Linked DNA regions of Cricetulus griseus: region 1 is linked to region 2. Evidence: chromatin contacts called from public Hi-C data. All regions are on one chromosome and are shown on one strand. Each heading gives the region's core, a stretch centred on a gene start, on an enhancer-like site or on the middle of the called end of the contact. The rest is flanking DNA. Distances are from core to core; before and after follow the strand shown.

Region 1 (6,600 bases), core at 2,491-4,990, 130 kb before region 2:
TCTCTGTGTAGCCCTGGCTGTCCTGGAACTCACTCTGCAGATCCCCCTGCCTCTGCTTCCAAGTACTATGATTAAAGTAGTACACCACCGCTGCCACTACCTGCCAGCAACATTTTCCAGTTTTATGAGAATTTAAAACTGAGGCACACGCTTAAAAGCTGACTCAGAGCTGGGGTGGGGGTGGGGGTGGCACATACCTGTAATCCCAGCACAGCAGAGGAAGGAGGATTTCTGTGAGTTTGAGGCCAGTCTGTCTACAGAGTGAGTGCCAGGACAGTCAGAGTTGTTACACAGAGAAACCCTGTCTCAAAAAACAAACAAACAAAAAAACAAAAAACAAAAAAAACAACCTCCCCCAAATTAAACACCCCAAAAGAAAGAAAAGAAAAAAAGCTGGCCCAGAGCCCTAGTAAAAAGTAAAGCTAACAGGTAAAGGCACTTGCCAGGCAAGCTTAGTTACCTGAGTTTAATTGCCAGAACCCATTTAAAAGTAGAAAGGGAACAGCTCCACAAAGTTGTCCTCTGACCTCCACGTGTACATCATAGCATGTGCACTGACACACAACATTGTGCATATACATGAATAATTGTTTTTAAAGCAAAGCTGGTAAGCATGGAGGTAGATGTCTTTAGTTCTAGTACTTGTGAGGCAGAGGCAGAGGCAGACAGATCTTTTGAATTTGTGGCTAGCCTGGTCAACATAGTAAGTTCTAGATGCTATATAGTGAGACCATGTCTCAAAAAAGAAAGGAAGGAAGGAAGGAAGGAAGGAAGAAAGAAAGGAAGGGAGAAAGAAAGAAAGAAAGAAAGAAAGAAAGAAAGAAAGAAACTAGTATTTTCAGGACTGTTCCCAGCTTATTTCCTGTAGTTCCTCTTACCTTACTTTCCCCTCTGCCCGGGGTAAACTCACTAATCTGTCAGGTCTCCAGAAACTAAAGTGCTGATTAGGGTCTTTGGGCAGAGAGATCTGCCAACATCATCAGGAAAAGTTGAGTTGTTTGGATTTGGCTGGACTGGAACTCTGAACCCAGAGATCCCTTGCCTTTCTTCTAAGGTAGAATAAATCATGGAGGAAGAGAGAGCTGTAGTCAGCCCACTCGACCCACTGTCTGTGCTGAACCCACACAGACTGAAGGTAGCACTCAACACCACGAGGACTGCCAGACTGAGGACTGCCAGACTGGGTTCCTTTGCTGGTAGGATAATTTGCATCCAAGCCAGGAGTAGGCTCTGAACAATTCCTTGGCTCACCCTCCTCTGCCTATACCTTCAGAGGAACCTCTGCCATACTGCTCTTGTTCTTCCAAAGCAGGCTTCCTGATAGAACGCAGGAAGACATCAACACTTGTCGGAGGCCAGCTTTCAGTGATACCGTCGCCAGCCCAGCCCCTGCTTCTGCATTCAAATTGTCAGAGCTCTCAGCACATTCCCAAGCTTGGGGGAGGGAGGCTTCCAAATTATCAGAATTAGAGCATGTTTGTGTGTGGGGGTGGGTGGGAAGGACAAATGTCTCCTTGTGGCACATTCCTTCATCAAGGAGGATTTGTTTAGGGAGGAGGCAAGGCTTTAAAAGCTGTGGAAGTCTGGTGGACCTGGTGGAAAGCAGCACCTGGAAGCCGTCTTCAGGGCAGCTGGTAGGTGCAAGGACTCTCAAGGGGGGAGTGGATGGGACAACAGAGCAGGCGGGTTTTACTTGCCTCTTCCTCAGTGAGTCCTGTCTCAATCCTGTAGCAACCCTTTTGGTCCCTGTCCCCTTAAAAAGAAGTCTCTGTACCCAAATGTTCCATGTACTTTTCTGAGATACAAACTGGGATCTCTTGTTTCTCCCTTTTACTCCCCCAAACCCCCCACCAAGTCTCCATCTGAGGACAGTGCTGAAGATGCAAGGGATACAATTCGGAAGCAACCAGGCTTCTGTTCTTAAAAGTCAGGAGAAGCAATTGGTCCCTTCTTTCTCAGGAACCATTGCCACCCTCTTTCCCCTTCCCTGCACCCCTCCCCTCCACTGAGCTGCTGCCATGGTTGCCAGGCATGGTTGCTAAGTCTCTGCATGGAAGGGCTGGCGTGGGCTGTGCTGCCACTAACATTACCATGGTGAATCAGGGGACACCTGGTACAGGCTTAGGGGGAGGAATCTGAGGATGCAAGCAAAAACCCCCCAGAACAGAGTGAACCCAAAAGGTGAGCTGCACTTGAGGGTGGCCAAGTGAAGTAGACAGTCTTGAGTGGGGCCCCATTCTAGGCAAGAGAGGCCACTCTTCCTTTCTGTTGCTAGGGGATTTAGCTGTACCACAAGAGCACACCATTCTTCCTCCATCCCCCTCTGTTAGGGCACAAGTGTATATAAGCACTCTATCTGCACCCCACATAAGGCTTGGTAGAGCTGTGTGGGCACAGAACTGTGTAATCCTAGAATCCTGGCTTCTGGGTTAGGGAAGCCAGCATGCCCAAGGGCATCCATATCTAGAGTGTGAGTTGTCCTGCTGCTTAGATGACCAGGACAGACTTAGTTCTGCCTTACAATCAGCAGAGAAAAAGATGAGGAGTAAAGGGTACAGGATCCACCTTGCTGGGGGGCGGCGCTGGGGAGCAGCTGTCCCCCAGAGTCGCACAAAAGCTTCCTGAAAGCGACCGACCGCCTCTCCACTGCTTGAACTGGTTACTCATCTCATCCGCACCCGAATGCCACTGACGCTAAAAATAGCCCGCCCCCCCAGCTGTGGGCCAGCCTCTCTTGCACCCCAACCCCATGGAAACCAGCAGAGAGTGGCAGGCAGAGACCTTGAGTTCTATTCTCACCACTCCCTGTCGGAGAAAGGAGTCCAGGCAGGCAGGCAGGCAGGCAGGGATAGATCACTCACTGGTGGTCAGGCAACCTGACAAGCAGGAAAGCAAAGGGTTAAAACTTCGGGCATGGAGCAGAAGTCGGGGCTGGAGGAGGGGGCACTACAGTAAGCTTGGTAAGAATCAGAAGTCTTCCCCCCACCCCACCCCCCCCCGTCCATTTCGCGGGTCCCATTAGGCTTGGGGGACCTGAACAGTGAGTGGGAAGGGGCGTCCAATCCCAGGCCCCAGGGGGCGGCCGTGTACATGGGGGAGGTAGCAGCGCGGAGCCGTCCACGGCAGCGTGTCACATGCGCGCGCGCGCGCACACGCGCGCGCACACACACATACATACACACACACACACACACACATACAGGCAGGCACACACGTGTGCCCGGGTATATATAGTTGCCAGTCCCTGGGCCTGCCGCTCTGCAGTGGGCGCCGGCTCCCTGGGTTGGGGAGGGGCTCACGGGGCGGGGTGGGAGGGTGGGGCCGGGGGTGGGGTGGGGCAGGATGCTGGATGGCCCGTTATTCTCCGAGGGGCCCGACAGCCCCCGGGAGCTCCAGGATGAGGAGTCGGGCAGGTGCCTCTGGGTGCAGAAGTCCAAGCTGTTGGTGATTGAAGTGAAGACTATTTCCTGTCATTATAGTCGTCGCGCCCCTTCTCGACAGTCCATGGACATCCAGGCCAGCTACTGGGCCCGTGGGCCCCAGAGCCGCACGTGAGTGAAGGAGGGGGTGAGGGGCAGCAAGTGGTGGGGCGGGAAGTGGGGTCCAGACCTCCCTGCTGGCACCAGCGTTTACTGCTGGCCCCTTCTCTTTCCCGCGCCTTCCTCCCCCCACTGGTCCAGGACTAGGGCCTGACTGTGTAGGGGGACAGAAGAGGTAGTGAAAAGGGGCAGGAGGTGAGATGGGGCAGTCGCTGGTAAAGTGTGCATGGAGAAATGGCGAGGAGTCTCATTTCGACTTCAGCCCCAACATGTATGCACGTGCACTGGCACACACACTCACGCGTACCCTCCCACACGGCTGCCCCAAGTGGTCTCCAGTACTCCCAGCTCCCCGGACCTCGGCTCCCTTTCCCCACAAACTGCTCACCTGGGTTCCTGCTCATTGTCCCAGGTGTAGGCTGCGCCCGGGATCCCCTGAGCCGCCACCCCGCCGACCCTGGGCCACCAGGGTGCTGCAGGAGGCGACCAACTGGCGGGCGGGGCCCCTCGCCGAGGTCCGAGCCCGGGAACAGGAGAAAAGGAAGGCGGCGTCGCAGGAGCGGGAGGCCAAGGAGACCGAGAGAAAAAGGCGCAGGGCTGGCGGGGCCCGACGGAGTCCCCTAGGTCAGCCCCGCCCAGAGCCCCGGAACGCCCTTCGGGCGGCCCAACCAACAGGGTTCCCAGTTTTCTCCAGACCAGAGCGCTTCGGACAGGTGGGGCGAGTGCCCCGTCCATCCGCGCTCCCGCAGAGTGACCCAGGGGTGGCATGGGCGGGGCCCTGGGGAGGTAGGAGACCAGGGCCCCCTAGCTACGAGGCTCACCTGATGCTGAGAGGCGCTGCAGGCTCAGCCCCAAGACGCCGCTGGGACCGGCCGCCACCCTATGTGGCTCCACCTTCTTATGAAGGCCCTCACAGGACCCTGGGGACTAAGCGAGGCCCCGAGCTCTCCCGGGCGTCCACCTCGTCAGCCCCAGTTCCAGCCACCGCCAGGACAGAGGGAGGGCGTACGAAGAAGAGGCTGGATCCTCGAATCTACCGGGATGTTCTAGGGGCTTGGGGTCTCAGACAGGGTCGGGGACTCTTAGGAGGAGCTCCAGGCTGTGCAGCGGCCAGAGCCGGGTCAGAGTCCTGCAAAGGGGCGATAGAGAAAAGCTCGGGCCTAGCTGCTGCTGGCCTGAACAGTGGTGGTTACAGCCATCCCCAAGCCAAAGCGACTGGCAGTCCAGACACGGAGGCAGCTCCCGCTGGGTCTACGATCCACAGCCCACCATGTCCTGCTCCTAGGTCCAGGCAGCACCTCAAGGGCTCCAGGGAAGGGAAAGAAGGAAGTGAACATATTTGGCTTCCTAAGTGTTGGCTTTCCTCCCCTAAGAAGCCTCCAGTTAGGCATAGCCAGACTCTCCCCAGACCCTGGGCTCCTGGAGGCACCGGGTGGAGAGAATCCCTTGGTCAAAGAGAGGGGACAGAACATGAGACCCTGGAAGTTTGGAAGGCGACCCGCCGCGCCCACACCCTGCCCCGCAGTTCCCGAGGCCCCTCTCGTAGAGACGGCATCTTTGTCATTGATGCCACGTGCGTGGTGATAAAGTCCCAGTATGTTCCGACCCCTCGAACCCAGCAGGTGCAGCGCTTGCCCTCTAGGGAGCCAAGCATTGTGAGCGACAGCCCCAGGCAACCCAAGCCCTGCCAGGAGGAGGGTGAGGGGGTCACTGCCAATCCCTCAGCTTGTCAAAAGCTACCATTGAGCAGTGGCATCTCCAACCAGGCGGGTGGGGGGAGCGAGTGCGAAGCCGAGAGAGGAGAGCAGGGGGATTCTACACGGGAGGACCGCACCTCCCGCATTTTAGGGTTCCCTGTCGGCGAAGTGACCCTACGAGACGTCGTCCACACGCAGCCAGGTAGCCCTGAGCACCCAACCTTAGGCCCAGCGGCTCCGGGATGCGCGGGCAGCTTGAAGGGCTCAGAAGCGGCTGGGGTCCTGCGGCGCGCGGGCGGGGGCTGGGCGCGGACTCCAGGACCCTACGCCGGGGCATTGCGGGAAGCCGTGTCCCGTATCCGCCGCCACACTGCCCCGGATTCGGACTCAGATGAAGCTGAGGAGCTGAGCGTCCATAGTGGCTCCTCTGATGGAAGCGACACAGACGCCCCAGGCGCCTCCTGGCGGAATGAGACGACCCTGCCTGCGGTTGGAAACACCCGGCCCAGGGAAGGCGGGAAGACAGCCAAGCCGAGTGACAGTATCCGGGAGGTTCTAGATGTCATTAGTCAAACTGAGGAAGAAGGCCTCTTCGGAGAGGACATCAGGAAAACACCACAGGGGAAAAGAGAGAGAGAGTGAGCGATGCCCCTTTTTGTTCTCATGTGGCTCAGCCCACCCTTGGGCTCACCTTTCTCCTTTACTCTCTACAGGCTTCGTTTGCTTCCCTTTTCTTCTTTCCCCACCTACACCTGTTCCCACACTTGAAACAGAGGAAAGGAGAGGAAAGAGAGGCCAGGCAGCACTCGCCAATCCAAGAATTAGCTTCAGGGGAGATGAGAGTAGGATTCAACCTCTGCTTCATTCAGCACTTCGAAGAACTGAGCAGAGGCAGTCATAGGTCAGGGTCCCTGGTAGGAGAAAAAAAGTAATGGAGAGGCCTTGAACCTAGTGACTGAGTGATCAGGTGACGGGGGGGGGGGCGGCTTTTGGCAGAGAAGGAATGGATGCATATACAATATACAACCAGCAAACTGGAAAGAGGGCTCAAGTTTCAGTTCCTACTCTGCCACTGACTTGCTGGTGGACCTTAGACTAACTACGTTTGCACCGTTTGGACCCGAGCATCCCGGATTCCTGCAAATGTAAAATGAGCGATTTCTGCCACCCATTCTTCCTTCCCTGGAATTTTGGGAATAAATGAATAGGATTTGAGGGCTCTTATCCACTTCACTCTTCCTCAGTTCAGAAGACTGTCAAGGTTTTCAAATTTAAATGGACAAAGGGCTTCTATCCCAACCTCCGAAGTTTAGGTGAGTGCTTCCCAAGGAAGAGCAGGATGATGGCCCTACCACTGCGTCTGG
Region 2 (7,384 bases), core at 49-2,548:
TTTTTTTTTTTTTTTTTTTTTTTTTTTTTTTTTTTTGCATTAGGGTTTCAGTCTGTGAGTGGAGAGCCCTCTAGTGTTCATTATTCCCAATAGATCTCAGACTGACTGAGCCCTCCCTGTGCTAGAAGTTGCAATGTATAAGGTTACTAGAGCTCTCCTAAAGTCTCCTAAACTACACAGAGCACTGTCTGTGAAGCTGAGATTTTGGATTGGGATATATTCAGAGACCCTGTTTGAGAACAGAAAGAATATATAGAGTGAAAAAAAAAAAAAGAGACTGGAGGCTGGAGAAATAAATGACTCAGCCATAGGACCACTGGGTTCTCTTCCAGAGGATCCAGGTTCAATTCCCTGCACCCACATGGCAGCTTACAACTGTTTGTAACTCCAGTTCCAGGGGATCTGACACCCTCACACAGACATTCATGCAGGCAAAACACCAATGCACATTAAATAAAAATAAAATAAACAAATAAAAAGGCAAACCAGGCCAACAACTCTGTGGGATTAAAGCAAAGTTGATGGGGAAATGTTGTTTAAGGAAGTGCTGGGTACCCCAGTTTCTCTCAGCCATCTTAGCAGGTACAACTTTCATTTTGTTTTGGCGGGTGCTGATGGTGCAGTTTGAACCAAAAAGGAAGAAAGTGGGTATGTGATTAGAAGAAAAATTCAGTGGACCGATGGAGGGAGAACCTGAAGGAAGAAACCAACAATAACAAGTGGCCCAAACAGCCCAAATGATCCTGAAGAAAATAATTTTCGTGGGTCCCATCTGGGATGTTGAGTCAGCAGTAAGAGTTTAGGAGAAAGTCCTTCCTGGGAAGTCTTTGGAATGTCGGTTTATTATTTATTGGGGGGGGGGGCTTGGAGCATTAAGGAATTCACCCTACTGGGGCTGGGGCTCAAGATTGTTAAAATACCTTCCTACGATTGGGGTAGTTCTACCATGAAAACTGTACTACCTTCATAGGCTGCTCCAGTTAACTAACTTTTAGTTCATCCAGCTGTAAAAGGGAGGCAATAATCTCTCTCGCGATTTTTATAAAAACATTTTTTAAAAAACAGTAAATTACTTGTTGCCGCAAAAATTCCCTCGCTGCCAGCTATGACTGCGATTAACTCCAGTGTCTACTAGAAGATTCCAGAGAGCCTGAGCCACAAGAGAACCTTGCAGGCTGGGAAGACAACACTTGGAAAATTCTTTCTCCCACAGAAACCGAACCTTCGCGGACCACACTACCCAGAAGACCTTGTGGCTCGGGGCCCTCTCGCGTGCATTCTGGGATTGGTAGTTTTTGGAGCCCGTTCGTCAGCTCGCGCGGTGCGGGCCCAGGAACTCGCCTTCCCGGCTACCCGCGCGGCCAGGGTGCTCCTCCGCGATCAGGAAACGCGAAAGATGGCGACTGCTCGGCGACGTTGAGGCCGCGTTAGGCGGTTCAGACGCGGGGTGGTGAGTGTTGGGCGGCGGAGGTGATTCCTATGAGTTTGGAAAGTGGGCGAGAGCGGGGAGATAGCCCTGGCTTCCGCTTCTTGGTCCAGACGGGGAAGAACGCCTCAGGGAAGGGGCACGAGCCCGGGAAGCTCTGGCGGTCAGGAGCGAAGGGGCGCGGGCCCCAGGAGCAGTGTTGGCTGTCTGGGGCACAGGCCACCTCCAGGACGATGTTATGAGCCAAGATTTTGGCCCATGGACATCGCGCTTGCTATACCTCAGTCTGACTTTATTCCTGATCCTTTACTTCAACCAGACTGGACCTCTGATGTACTTCCAGAAACCAGTCTGTGCTTTCCCGCTACGGCGTCGCCAGTATTACTGCTTTTGCCGGAAATTAGTTCTAACCCTCACCCTCATCTTCAAATGCTCAGGATACACTTCTTCCGTGGATCCTTCCATATCCTCTCTTACGAATGGAAAGAAACTGCTACTTTGGATTCTCGCAATACTTATCTGATTAGTCTTTACCTTGGCGTGTCTCATGCCTTCTGCTTCCTGTGGGCAGAATTTCATTTTGTAACTACCACAGGGCCTAGGACCGAGTCTTACATATAGTAGCAACAGTTAAATGAAAATAATTCGCCTTTGCCCTACAGCAGAACTGGGAAGCACAGCCAGGGTCTTCTATAATCATTGCCTATATTTGCATTTTTGGTTTTGCAGACAGGGTCTCTTGTAGGTCAAGCTGGCCTTGAACTCAGTATGCAGCTTAGTCTGTCCTGACTTTGAACTTAGTCCTACCTTCACCTTCCTAATGCTAAGATTTCAGTCGTAGACTACTTAGCATTTCTCCTAGTTTATATATTTATATACATATATATGTATATATATATATTGTAGTTAGATATCAATAGACAGAGAATAAAAGCAATGTTTTCAGGCAGGTGGTGATGGTGCACACGTTTAATTCCAGCAGGGAGGTAGAGGCAGGTGGATCTCTCTGAGGCCAGTCTGGTCTATAGAATGAGTTCCAGGACAGCCAGCGCTGCACAGAGAAACCCTGTCTGGAAAAACCACACACACACACACACACACACACACACACACACACACACACACACACACACACACTTTCTTGTAAGTCACCACAGGAATTTTTTTTTTTCTCTCTCGGGACAGGGTTTCTCTGTGTAGCTTTGGAGCCTATCCTGGCACTCGCTCTGAAGACTAGGCTGGCCTCGAACTCACAGAGATCTGCCTGCCTCTGCCTCTGCCTCCCGAGTGCTGGGATTAAAGGCGAGCGCCACCAACACCCGGCACTTAGAGCTCTTTTAATGGGGGGGGGGGAAAAAAGCTCTTTTAATGTTCTCAGTGAGATTAAGTTGAAATTCAGGTGCTTTTGCCCTGGACCCTAACAGTTTATTTTGCTTTTATTGTCAGTTTCAGTTCTCTTCCAGACCCACTCCATCCAAGTTTGTATTCTTCCCCTTTCCTGCCATTCAAACAGCTTTTGTGAAGGCCACTAGTCATCTCCTCCCCTCCCAAATCTTCAATGGTTCTGTGTTGACTATTCTCTCTTTGAAATGTGTTTTGCTTCTGCATTGTTATAGTTTACACCCCTACCCCCATCCCTGCTGCTGTTTTTTTCTAGTCTTTTCTTTTGTCTCTTCTAGGCACCCTTCAGTGTTAGTGTGCTAGAGCTGCACTGTGGATCTCCTCTTCTGCCTGCTTAGGTGATGTTTAAGACACAATGACTTAACAGCTGTCTCTGTACTCATATTTTTGTCTTCCCGTGTCTCTTTAGAGTTCCAGATTTCTCTTTGGTTGCTTTCTTAATATCCCACAAGCTGGCAAAAATGGCACTTTTGTTCTGTTCCTTCCCTAGTCTTCTCTGGTTGCTTCACTGATGGTAACAAAAACCAGTAGTTTCCTCAAACTGTATGTACATTTAGGAACTGTTTTCCGCTATCTCATCCCTTCCCCAAACTTTGACAGTAACATGTTTATTTTATCATCAAATAGAGAATGCAAAAGAAGTTTTGTTTTTGTAAATTGTGTATGTGTGTGTATGAGTGGTGAATACATAGTATATGTGTTGTGGGAGGGACAGAGGAGGACACTGGGTGTCCTGCTCCATCATCTCATTCCCCCGGGACAGGTCTCCCCTTGAACTTGGGATGGCCTCCTGCTTCCACCTTCCTTATAGCCCTGGAGTTACAGGTATATTTAACCATGTCTAGCTTTAACATGGGCACTGGGAATTTAGCATGTACAGAAAACACTCCTACCTGCTGAGCTATCTCCCCAGCCCCAGGAGCTGTCTTTGTGTCTCCTCTGTAGTTTTTCCCTTTATCAGTAAGTCTTGTTAGCTCTACTGCCAAAGTATGCCTGTCTCTTTTTGCATCCCTAGAACAAGCCACTGTCATCTCCTGCTTAGATATAGTTGCCCCTTGTGATTATCTGAGGAGAATTGGTTCTAGGACCCTAGGTGAATAACAAAGTCAGCATATGCTCACGTATCTTCCATAAAATGTCACAATATTTGCATATACACTACATAATCCCCCTGCATACTTTAAAAGATTTTCTAGATTAATTATAAATGACAAATGGCTTTGTAAATTGTTGTTTTGCATTATTTGGGGAATGGTAATTTTAAAAATCTACAAGTTCAGCCAGGCGTTGGTGGCGCACGCCTTTAATCCCAGCACTCAGGAGGCAGAGGCAGGCGGATCTCTGTGAGGCCAGCCTGGTCTACAGAGCGAGTTCCAGGACAACCTCCAAAGCAATAGAGAAACCGTGTCTCGAAAAACAAAAACAAAAATCTACAAGTTCAGTATAGAATTTTCTTGAATGATTTTGATTCATGGTTGGATCTGTGGGTACTAATGGGTGCACAAGGCTCACTGTACTGTAATAGCATTCTAAGTCACTTGAGGAATTCTTTTCTAATGTAATACTGGGTGTTATATTCTTTCTAAAGCCCTTCAAGCATTTCCATTGGTTTTAAGTTGAAATCCAGTGGCTTTCCCCTGGTTTCTAATAGTTTCATGATTTGATTTCTACTCATTGGTCTAATGATCTAAATTATTTATTTATTTATCTATTTGTTTGTTTGGTATGTATGGAGCTTTGTGTTCATTTATATCTGCACCATTTGAGTGCCTGGTGCCTGGTGCCTGGTGCCTGAGGCAGTCAAAACAGGGTGTTAGACTCCCTGGAGTTACAGGTGGTTGTGGGCCACCATGTGGATGCTGGGGACCAAACCTATGTCCCCTGGTAGAGCAGCCAGTGCTCTTAACCACTGAGTCACTCTCCAGCCCCATCTTACCTTTTAAAGAATTGTGTATTTATTGTGTGGTGTGGGAAGAGTGTGTGCCGCAGTGCCTCATGTAGAGGTCAGAGCATGTAGAAATCAGTCTCCTCTGTCAAGTGGGTCTCAAGGATCTAACAGATGGCCAGTCTTGTCAGCAGGCATGTTTTCCCCCTGAGCCATCTTGTGGACCTCACACTGACCTCATCTGGAATTAGCTTCCCTTTGGGTCAGCCTCAGTTTCTTCTAAGTGTCAGGCATTCTAAGCTGGTTGTTGCCCCAGTGCCTTAGTGCTGTCTGTCTGTTGACTCTTTTTCTGATCTTGATGGCTGTCTCTTCCATCATTAATCTCAGTAAATGTCAACCTAAGAATTCTCCCTGAGCATTCTCTTGTTCAGATCTCCATCTCCTATCACCCTGTTTTATTATCTTTTTTGGTGTTCATTCTGAGTATTTGAAATAATGTGCTACACTGAGTTTAGACTGTATAAATGAAGAAGCTTTGTGTGTTTACTGTCTCATCTCCAGGACCCACTATATGAGTGTTCAGTACATACTTGTTGAAAGAATGAGGCCTGATATGGTGTTGTTCACTTTTAATCCCAACATTTAGGATTAAAAGCAGGTAGGCTGCTGTGAATTAGAGATCATCTGATCTACATAGTGAATTCCAAGCCAGTCAGGATCATATATAAATACCCTGTCCTAAAACAAAAACAATAACAAAAATCAACCAAACAAAAAAAGAATGAACAAGGCCCAGGGTGCTTTATAGAGAAAACAACCTTTTGGATTATTTTCTTAGGGCTGCAAGAGGAGAGACATACTGGGAAATGTATGATGTACTGATTTGGAATATTCTGTCTTTTTTTTTGTTGTTGTTGTTAATTATGAGATAAAAATAGGCTGTCTTCACCTTTAGAAAGTGCTATTTGTTCATTTTGGTTTTCTCATCCTTAACATTTTCCCCTTCTTAAGCATATGGCACTTACTGGCATGGGAAAGGAGAATTGCAACAAAATGTTTAGGAGACTGATATTTCAGCTGACTCACTTGAGAATAAAATAAACTCCTAAGTCATAGGGATGATGATGGAATCATGTCAGACTTGCATGTCTCTTTAACCCCTGGCTGAATTAGTTTTTGTAGTCCAAGAACAGTTGGCAGTGTAGTGTGCTATGCAGTGTACATCAGGTAGGGGGACTAGATGAGATTCCTGCTCAGGCCTCTCAGGAGGAGGATATACAGACAGCCATCAGGCTGTGACGGTCTGAGGAGAGAATGTCAGGCAGCATCCTGTGACTTCTGGTTGGGACTTTATATTGGAATAACTCCACTTTGCTAGGAAGTTAGGAAGTGTGCTTCGAGTTCCTGTGTACTCTTTACCACATTTTCCCCATTGTTTAACTAGAGCTGCTGCTACTTTTCCGACCCCTCCAGTGTGTATGTAGATATGTGCATTCTCGTATGTGTGCATTGGTCAGAGGCTGACATCAGCTGTCACCTATTTTACTTATTTAAAAATCTCTGACACTTCACATTTCTTCCTTTTGTGTAGACATACTGACTTGCCATAGCACAGGTATGGAGGGCGGAGGACAACTTCTAGGAGCCAGTGCTTTCTTTCCACTATGTAGGTTCAGGGCTCAGACTTGGTAGTTGGCACCTTCACCACAGAGACATCCCACCAGCCTTCCACATTATGTTTTGAAACAAAAGTCTTGCATTGAACCTGGCTGGCTGGCTGGCTGGCCGGCCGGCCATTGACTGCAGAGACCGCCTGTCTGCCCTCATAGCACAGGGGTCATGGATGCATGCACCTGGCTTTTCCATGTGGGCACTGGGATCCAGGTCTGGTCTTTGTGCTTATGCAGTAGGCATCTTACAGACTGAGTTATTTCCTAGCCCCTAGAACAGTGGTTCTCAACCTGTGAGTTGAGACCCCTCTGGCAAGCTTCTGTCTCCAAAAATGTTTACATTACGATTCATAACAGTAACAAATGCAGTTACAAAGTAGCAACAAAAATAATTTCATGGTTGGGGGGTCACCACAGCATAAGGAACTGTATTACACAGTCACAGCATTAAGGGGGCTGAGAATCTCTGTTCTAAAGGTACATTTCTTTAAACCTGAATATTTTGTTTCTCTAGCGTTTTATTTTAAAAAATGGTGTTGATTACTTTTTGCTTGTTTTTGAGACAGTAGTCTCGGCTAACCTAGCTGGTCTTGAACTACAATCATCCTCTGCATTTTATTTATTTTTGTTTTTCAAGACAGGGTTTCTCTGTGTAGCCCTGAATCCTCTTGGGAGTCTGTAGATCAAGCTGGCCTGGAACCCACAGAGATTGCCTGTCTCTGCCTCCTAAATTCTGGGATTAAAGGCTTGCACAGGTTCTCTGCCTGCTGCATTTTGAGTACCTTGATTATAGGCTACTGAAAGGTTCAGGCATTATGCTGGCCTGCCTCTGTTACCTGGCGGAATCCTCTCAGGCAGTATCCGGGTCAGCCCAGGGTTCCATGGGAACTAAATCTGCAGGCAGGTGCAAAGGACCCCTTTAAAAGACAGATCCCTGCCCATTTAAGCTCTCTCTTTATTCTCTCTCTATTCTTCTCTCTTCTCTTCTCTTCTCCCACCCTC

What was found. Hi-C and Micro-C count contacts between places; a contact is called where the count stands out from the background.
Region 1: a contact with region 2 is called in a Hi-C map of the CHO-K1 cell line, with 3 times the contacts expected there. The contact joins the promoter of Ddn here to the promoter of Ddx23 in region 2. A contact is called at or near these places in 2 of 8 Hi-C or Micro-C datasets (both in the CHO-K1 cell line).

The regions. Positions count from the first base shown.
Region 1 is chr2:395,277,566-395,284,165 of CriGri-PICRH-1.0, reverse strand. Ddn (dendrin) reads left to right here and starts at 3,740. Exons shown (of 1, transcript XM_035438821.1): 1 at 3,740-6,167. The coding sequence starts at 3,740. The coding sequence ends at 5,878.
Region 2 is chr2:395,142,850-395,150,233 of CriGri-PICRH-1.0, reverse strand. It overlaps Ddx23 (probable ATP-dependent RNA helicase DDX23), which reads left to right and starts at 1,298. Exons shown (of 17, transcript XM_027396463.2): 1 at 1,298-1,450.